3 separate regions of the Anser cygnoides genome follow, and all the other regions are linked to region 3. Evidence: chromatin contacts called from public Hi-C data. All regions are on one chromosome and are shown on one strand. The core of a region is the stretch at or near the end of the contact, and the rest is flanking DNA. Distances in the headings are between cores, read along the strand shown. Region 1 overlaps IRS1 (insulin receptor substrate 1). Region 2 holds the start of IRS1 (insulin receptor substrate 1). Region 3 overlaps LOC106036254 (a long non-coding RNA gene).

Evidence for each region. A called contact is a pair of places that touch in the nucleus more often than the background predicts.
Region 1: a Hi-C map of liver shows a contact between it and region 3, with 2.0 times the contacts expected there. The contact joins two enhancer-like sites. A contact is called at or near these places in 3 of 7 Hi-C or Micro-C datasets (all in liver).
Region 2: a Hi-C map of liver shows a contact between it and region 3, with 2.6 times the contacts expected there. The contact joins the promoter of IRS1 here to the enhancer-like site in region 3. A contact is called at or near these places in 3 of 7 Hi-C or Micro-C datasets (all in liver).

Annotation. Positions count from the first base shown.
Region 1 is chr9:3,995,711-3,998,410 of Taihu_goose_T2T_genome, reverse strand. All of the region lies in intron 1 of IRS1 (insulin receptor substrate 1), which reads right to left. Among named protein-coding and RNA genes, the nearest start is that of IRS1, 18 kb to the right of the region's middle. Within about 2 kb of position 1,335, at least 1 of the 3 cell types and tissues checked has open chromatin away from gene starts, as enhancers often do. A contact at or near this core is called in liver, where this site is marked.
Region 2 is chr9:3,978,008-3,980,707 of Taihu_goose_T2T_genome, reverse strand. IRS1 (insulin receptor substrate 1) reads right to left here and starts at 1,397. Exons shown (of 2, transcript XR_010833502.1): 1 at 1-1,397.
Region 3 is chr9:4,084,144-4,086,843 of Taihu_goose_T2T_genome, reverse strand. The region is part of intron 4 of LOC106036254 (a long non-coding RNA gene); the gene reads right to left. Among named protein-coding and RNA genes, the nearest start is that of IRS1, 110 kb to the right of the region's middle. Within about 2 kb of position 1,398, at least 2 of the 3 cell types and tissues checked have open chromatin away from gene starts, as enhancers often do. A contact at or near this core is called in liver, where this site is marked.

The DNA.
Region 1 (2,700 bases), core at 86-2,585, 88 kb after region 3:
GTTCTCCCTGTAGTAGTGAGGACGTGCCACTCCACTGAAGTAGATGGAAGTTTTGCTCCCAAACCCTTGAAGGACAAAATTCCTTCATAGTGTGCACACACATGAGCAAAGCCATCTCCTCCTGCAACCCTCGGTGTAACGGTACAAAGCACAACCTGACATTAAAACATGCTAGTGGTACAGAGAAACCAAAACGAGCCCTATTTTTCTAAGGCAGTGCAATTCCAACAGCAAAAGGATCCAGAAGGCAGCTGTGGAGGTGAGGAAGAAGCCCCATGGAGATCAGCCTCTCCAGCAGAGAGCAAAGTGCCTCCCCTCCAGCCAGCGGGGCGGGATGCCCCTCTGAAGGGAGATGCCACTGCACAGCACACGCGAACCCAGCTTGCACTGCATCTCTGAAACAATACGCTCAGCATTTTGGTTCAGCTTTTCTTATTTCTGGTTTCCATACCATTGCTAATAATGAGCTGCCAGATGGCAAATGAAAAGAGTGTGCTGTGTGACCTTCAGTTGCTGAAGCAGAATGAACTTGGGGGAATCCTGTCACTGACAGGCAAGCACATCGCCTAGGAGGTGCCAAAATACTTGCACTGCCAGAGCCTCTTAAGGTGGAGGAAAACTACTCATCTATCTGGACTGCTGGATTTCTGTGAGGCTGTGAAGAGGAGGAACATAACTTAAACACAATTAGGCAAGATCATGAAAGCAAAATTAGAATTTCTATTTGCAAAGTTGTAGGAAACCTGTGCCTGTGTGCCTTTGCGTGTGTTTTGGAAACACCCAAGACACACCTTTATATAAAGAAAAGGGGAAAGAACTAAAGTTCCCTCACTTCCTTGCTCAGAAAACATTCATTGTTTGGATAAGCCACTAAATTAACTTCAGCTGTAGAGAAAATGACTCATTAAAGAGAACAATCAAAAATTTCACTGGAGAGGGGGGGAGGAGGTAAGGAGGAACTTTAACCTTCCCCCTCTCCTGCCAAATAAATGACACAGTAGTTTGAAAAAACAAACAGAATGCAATAACACTTCTTAATAAATAAGGCTTAAAACAGAAAGCTACATAGAACGGAGGTGAATGAAAAAAAAAAGTCACGCTAGAGACGATTCTGGTAGTTCTTGAAGCATGTTAATCCTCCAGCTGTACTCAAACTACATCTGGAACCGCTCCGTGGAGCGGCAGGAAGGCAGAGCTATCTTTCAGAGCTTACTTCCTAACACGGATCGTAGCGCTGGAAGCTCATCACATAGTTAAAAGCCAGTTTTGTTCTTGCAATCATATATCTGCTGGACAACATGCATTCAGCTTTTATATCACACCACAGGGGACAACACGCAAAAGACTTTTAATGAATGAACAACAATTTTCTTCCCCAGGCTCATCTGAGCTGCCACTAGATCAGCAGGGAATGTTTCAGGGAGACTGACGCTTCCTCGTGTCTGTCAGTGACTTACCAAACCTCCTACAATGAACTGGGGTCTGGGGGCAGAAGAGGGTCCCTGCCTGTTTCTCATGCGTCATCTGGAGTAACCCAGCAGGTCTGAACGACTGCTGCCTAAAGCCATTACACGTACTTAGCACTTTCACCTGAAAATGATTTCCATGTACACATGGCCTTATCTAAACTAGAAAACCTGATTTGTCAGCGAGGCTTTTGGTTTTGGAGGAAAGGTTTGTTTGAACTGATGACAAGCACAGACAGCTCTACCAGTATGGATGCTAAAAGCAGCAGTTCTGCTGGTGAAAGATGCCTTTTCTTATATACAGCTTACTATCTTTTTACCTGGACCAAAACAGGCCGTAATGGAAAAGGGTTTTCTCCATAGCATAAATACAGATATACCACGTTCAAGTCCTGTAAATCAAAGGCTACAATTAAGTGTTCTGCAGTCTCGTTTATTCTGAACACTCACCATACAGCACTCCTGTATTTTGTACAAGTCTTTCGCCTTTACCTGTTTCCTCAGCCTACATGCAAATACTAAAATGTGGCCCAGATCCATGCGGCACAAGACATCACAAGAGACATTTGCTAAAGGAATAAAAACTGATGAGCTACTCTAACAAACATAGAAGTAAACAAGCTTGAATCGAGACAGATCAAATGTCTTCACCAATCTGCAGAAGAATTTTTGGAAAAGATGAAATACCCAAGGTAGGAGATAAATTAGACAGTGAATTACAGATCATTTTGTAGCACTTTAGAACTAACTCATTAGTAGAGCTAATTAAAATTAATGGAGACTTGCTATAAATTCAAACAAGAACAGTGTAGTAACAGCTTACAGAAGAAAAAAAGTTTAAAGGGACACATCCTAAAAGGAGGTATATGATGCCTCAGCCCCCTCAGCTTCAAGCAGGCTACAGCAATTTACATCAGCTGCAGATTCCTCCCCTTTCCCACCAAGATGAGAAATATTTCATAGCACTCATGCAAAAGGATCATCATGCAAACATTCCTCCAAAATATGTTTACACAAATGTTACCAATATCTTACACCATTTTTTTCCCTCTAACAATCCTTGGCACGTCAACGCTTCCTACTACTGCAAGCACACAATGAAATCAGTGTAAGTAACTTCATTCAGACCTATGTTTAAAATTTTATAACAGCCTATCAAGCTAAGAGATTATGATTCATCCAAGCCATTAAAGCCCAATTACACTGACTGAAATGTGAGCTCCCAGCCCTATTC
Region 2 (2,700 bases), core at 148-2,647, 110 kb after region 3:
GGCCCTTGGCCCGGTTGTGCAACTGCAGCAGCGCTTGGTACCAGCTCTCCTGCTCAGGCTCGCTGTCAGCTGCAATGGCAAAGTGCTCGTCCTTGGTGTAGAGGGCCACCAGGTGCTTGTTCTTGGAGTCAGCCCGTTTGTTGATGTTGAAGCAGCTTTCCAGTGGGATGGAGCGCTTGGGGGCCCCTGACTTGTGTCTCCATTTCTTCTCATTCTCGTAATACTCCAGCCGGGCGGGTCCAGACTCGCTGGCTGCCCTCAGCACGAAAAAGCGTTTATGCATGCTCTTGGGTTTGCGCAAGTAACCCACCTTTCTGACATCTGAGAAGAAGCCCTCGTTATTATCTGTGGGGCTGGCCATGGCGAGAGGTGGCGGTGCTGTTACAGCAGTCAGTAGTACACAAGACCCCAAAACAGCCAAGCCAGCCGGAAAAGACAACCACCTAAAACAAAATTCATGCAACAACAATTAATAATAATAAAAAAAAGGCAAAAGAGCTCAGGATCCCCTTTTGAAAACAGGGCAGAAGCAGGGGGCGAGCAGCTGTTCAGCGGCAGAGGCAGCTTCCAGCACCAAATCAGAGTTTGTGTCGCTGTTTATGCCCGAATCGCCCTCAGATGGGTGAGCGTGTCCATAAAAAGTCCAGTCCCGCTCGGTGCAGCCGAAAGCCTCGTCCCAGGAGCAGCGGCCGGGGTGGGGACACGCATCCTGCGGGCCTGGGGTGCCCGCCTGGCCCAGCACCCCGCTTCCCTTCGCAAGTTTGCCTCCGCGAGTAGCGATTTCTGCTGCAGATTAAATATCCTCTTGGGGGCGGAGATTGTTTTGCAAAGTCCGGGCTTTGCACCCGAAAAAAAAAAAAAAAAAGCACTCTTCGTCCCCCCAAAAAATAAAAAAAAAAAAACAAAAATAACAAACAACCACAAGGCAGCCGCCCTCCAAGTATCAGCGCTGAGGTTGCTGCTGCTGCTGCTTCTCCCGCTCGGCCGTGCGGAGGAGGCTGGCGACCCCATTCAGTCCCATCTCGTTAGGCGCACAAAGTGCCATCTCCAGGCGCGGCGGCGGTAGGCAGGCAGGCAGGCAGGCACATCCCCTCTTCCTCCTCCTCCTCATTCCAGGCGGCAGCGCCTCGGCGCCCGGCGGCGCAGCCCCCTCCCGCGCCCCAGGCCGGCGGCGGCTCCCTGCGGGCCGGCTTCTCCGCGGACTTTCCCGGCGCCCCGCACCCAGACCGGTGGCGGGGACCCCCTCCGCCCGCCGCCGCAGCTCAGGCTCGCTCCGAGGAGAACGACGCGGGACGGCGCCGCTGCGTGGACCATCCCCGGAGCCGCCGCCGCTGCCGCCGCCAGGCTCCCGGCCAGCCCTCCGCTCCCTCCCTCCCTGCCCTCATTCAGCGCGGCCGCGGGGGCCGCCGCCGCCGCCACCGCCGGGCCCGGCCCCGGCTCCAGCCCCAGCTCCGCCCGCCGGGGGCCGCGGCCCGCATTGGTGCCGCCGCCCGTCAGTCAGGGAGGCGGCGCCCGGGCCGCGCTGAGGCGAGGCGGGGAGCGAGGAGGAGGCGGTGACGCCATTTGGCGGCGTGGTGGTTGTGGAAGCCGCTGGCGGGGCAGCCCCCGAGCCCCCCGGTGAAGTGTGCCCCCGCCCGCCAAGCGAGTCCCGCTCGGCAGAAATGCCGGGGGAAGGTTCCCCGAATAAAATTATTTGACTCTGCGTAGCGTCAAGTAGCCGAGTGTGTTTTCCCGCATCGTTGTGGGCTGAGTTAAACTGAATATTCAACGCGCTCTGCAGTTAGCAGGGCCGAAACGTGCTGCATGCACAACTTCCACCTCCGAGGAGGAAACAAGTGCTGCAAGCCTACTCCGGAAAATAAATTGCTCAATGCTGCCATCTCCAGGGCGGCTCGGGGCGCTCCTGGCTCAGCTCCGTCCCTGGAGAGAGGCAGGGGCCCTGCGCCCAGCCCGGTTCCCGTGCCCCGCCGCCATTTCCCCGCGCGCCCGGGCCCTGCTGCTCCTCAGCGCCCCAACAAGGCTCGTGCCCGCCCGTCAGGTTGAAACCTTCCCCTTCTGGGGAGTCACGTAGGCCCAAACACGGAACGAATAAGCTAAAGGCTTTTCCAGTGCATTACAAACTGTTGTCTGGAGATTGTGGCTTTGCAACTATTTGAGGCCACAGCTTTGCTGCTCAAAATGGGAAAAATTCCCCTGAAATATTTGCAGACACGTGGAAAACTCAGAGAGGACAACAGGCAGCACTGCGGACCCCTGTCTCTTGATCTCTTACAGATAACACAAACCATAGCTCTGTTTAACGGCATTTACCGAACACACGGTAACAACTTGCAATGTAAGAGCAGAATCTACTTGGTAAGACATAAGGACTGAGCAGAGAATAGCCTATACCATAACAACCTGTACTATCATCTCGTTCTTTCCTCCCCTTCATGCTGCAGTTCGCCATGACAGAAGCGTATGTTTGTATTGAAAATAAATCCATTGTATGTACCTTGAGATGAAGCTTGCTACATCTTGAAATAGGATGTCAGCAAATTGCTTCCCCAGCCCATGTCATGGAGCTGTGGGACAGAATTGCGATCAGCTATCGCGGCTGTCACTAACACCAGGTATGTTTTGTTGGCAGAGGGCACCACCACCATACACGCGTTGAGCTGCACACACTAAAAAGGCAGTGGTTCCTGTGGCAAGAGAATA
Region 3 (2,700 bases), core at 149-2,648:
TTGCAGACAATCTTCCTCTTGTGTCATCTAAAACATGGATGGCTGACTTGTGCACAGAGAAGCACTCCCTTGTCCAGCTGGAGAGTCCATAGGCAGGAACACCAGAGGACACATTTGGGCTACACTGCACTGGATGAAAAATACAATGCTCCCAGCCTGCCCGTCTTTAAGAAGAGATAGAAAATGACACATTCCCTCCTGTACCCCCAGAAGCATTCATGTGAACTGGCCAGTGTTCCCAAAAGACAGAAACAAAAACACCCTGCGGCCTGGTTCAATTCCTGGACCACCAGTTGGCCATCCCAGATGTGAAACATCAGACTCTTAGATCCTGTCATCAGTCCAGGATTTGCTGACCTCACTTTCCATTAACTCAGTCAGCACAAGGCCAGCCAGGTGCTTTCTGTACACTGAGATTTGTCCTGTCACAGCTACAACAAGGACTACCCTCCAGCAGTGAATCAGGGCTATTAATGAGCATAAACATGGCCTTCATAGAGTTGTCCCAATTCATGTAAGGACATCAAGCTGCTGTCCTTAAGTAGTGGTGTTTTAGCACTTCAAAAATGCTGAATACTAGGAGCCAGGATTCTACAAGGTCTCAGGCAGCCTCAGAGTTTCCCATAGCTATGAAGGGGCATTCCCAACACCTGGCTGGCTCTGTTAAAATTGGTGCAGTTGCACATGTACAAAGAAGGAGAGGCTTGCCAAACTTCCCTTGCATGCACATTTATTGCTGCCGTGCCCCAGGTAATGTAATTTGAACATTTCTGTCCTTATTTATGTTCCATGTGATTTCCTTTGCATAGCTGACATCTTGGGTAGCCCAAGATCTGCTTTTTGCAGACTTTATAGCCATATAACTAATAGTGTGAGGTGAGCGTCTTTTTTATTTTAAACCAACCCACTCAGCTCTGCCTCTCAGATAAAGCCAGCTATGAAGGCGCCCTGTAGTGGTACAATGTATTCCTCCTGTCATCTTCACAGTGCTGCAGCCGAGGCCCAGGCTATCGGGGCCTTTAAAAAGCCACAGCTCAAGCAGCAATAAATCCTCTTAAATTGCATACCCATAACCCCCTGACCAAAATATGGCTGTGACATTTCCTTTTGTTTGCCGGGAGAAATCCCGTTGTGCCTTGAGGGGTGGGAGAAACAACTTTCAAAAGGCAGCTCCCCCAGGGGCAGCCAGCCCGCCATGGGGCCAAGCGTGGCCCCGGGCCCCACGGCCACCTGGGCCAGGCAGGCTCTCCACAGCCTGGGTGTGCACTCGCTGGAGGCTCGCACGCCGCCGGAACGGGAAGCCCTCGTTGCATTTAATTGTTTTCCTGAATGCCTTTATGAACAACAGCAAAAGGAAATATTACAGCCTGGCCGGCAGCCAGGGGCCTGCTCAGTGCCACGGCGCGGGGCTCGGAGCAGCCAAGGCAAACACACTCCCAGCGCTGCCGCTATTTTCGCCTGTGTTTCAAATTAACCGCTGCCTTTCAGAGGGCTCTCTGGCCCCTGCTTCCAGACTAGGGGGACACAGCCCTTTTGTTTCTAACGTGGCTGGCTACCTCCAGCACTGCTACCGGTGCTCCTGGGCTGCCCGGGCACCCACCACCCCACCGCTGGGCCCTACTGCTCCTCCACATTGCGGGGCCCAGCAGCGAGGGCTGTGGCAGTGGGCACGCGGGGTCCAGCCCCACGCAGTGAGCCCTGTGGCAGCAGGGCTGTGGTAACCAGCCAGGGCAGGGGCAGCCAGGAAAGCCCTGAGGCCCTCAGAGCTGCGGCAGTGCTTTGTGCTGGGATGTGTATTGGTTCATTCGGAGCAAAAGCCTCTCCGCAGCCTGGGAGGCAGAAAAATGAAAGTGGTTTCCCCTTCCACAAAGTGCAGTGGGGCTGAGAGTGGGGCAGGAGGGAGCACACCCAGGCACATTGAGCTGTGTCCAGGCCAAGGCCTAGGGAGCCACCATGAACCCCTTAACAGGGAGGGTCAGGTCAAAGCAAAGCCTGGCAGCCAGCCTGGCCCCCCACAGCACCCACAGGCTCCTAGTGCCAGGGGGAGAGGAGGGCGAGGGCGAGCCAGAAGTCACACCATCGCCTGCACTGCCCTCAGCCCAGCTCCCGGGGACCTGCCCTGTGAAGAGCAAGACCCAGGGTGCTCCTTCTGGCCCGCAGCACAGTCGTGCCCCGGTCACTGGCTGGCTGCCCGTAGGGCAAAGCTGGACCGAGATTTTGCCTTTCAAGATGGCCATGGTGGGAGCACATGTGAAAGCAGTTAACTGTACAGCTATTTGGTCACAGGAATTTACATGCTCAGCTGCTGAATGTAGCAGGAGGCTGTATGCTTAACTGGAGATGTTTAATAGATTTGTAGCAATGGGTGGTGGGGCTTTTATGTGCAGCAATCTGTGTAGCTGTAGAGCAAAAAACATGCAGCAAGTCCGTATCACTAAACCCATTAACTTCAGAGCAAGGGCACCAGGGTGAAACCTGGCACAGGGCTGAGGCAGGACCAGCCATGCTTTACTCTCCAAACCAGCCAGCGGTGGGACTGGAGTGGCACAAAGGACCACAGCTGACATGGTGCCAGGAGGTCAGTTCCTCCCACCATCATCTTCCAAGCTCCCCAGGCAAATTTGAGAATCACCATTTTACAAGTGTTAATAACTTCCAAGTAATTTTCCAGGCTCTACTAGCAACATGTTTTGAGTTTGC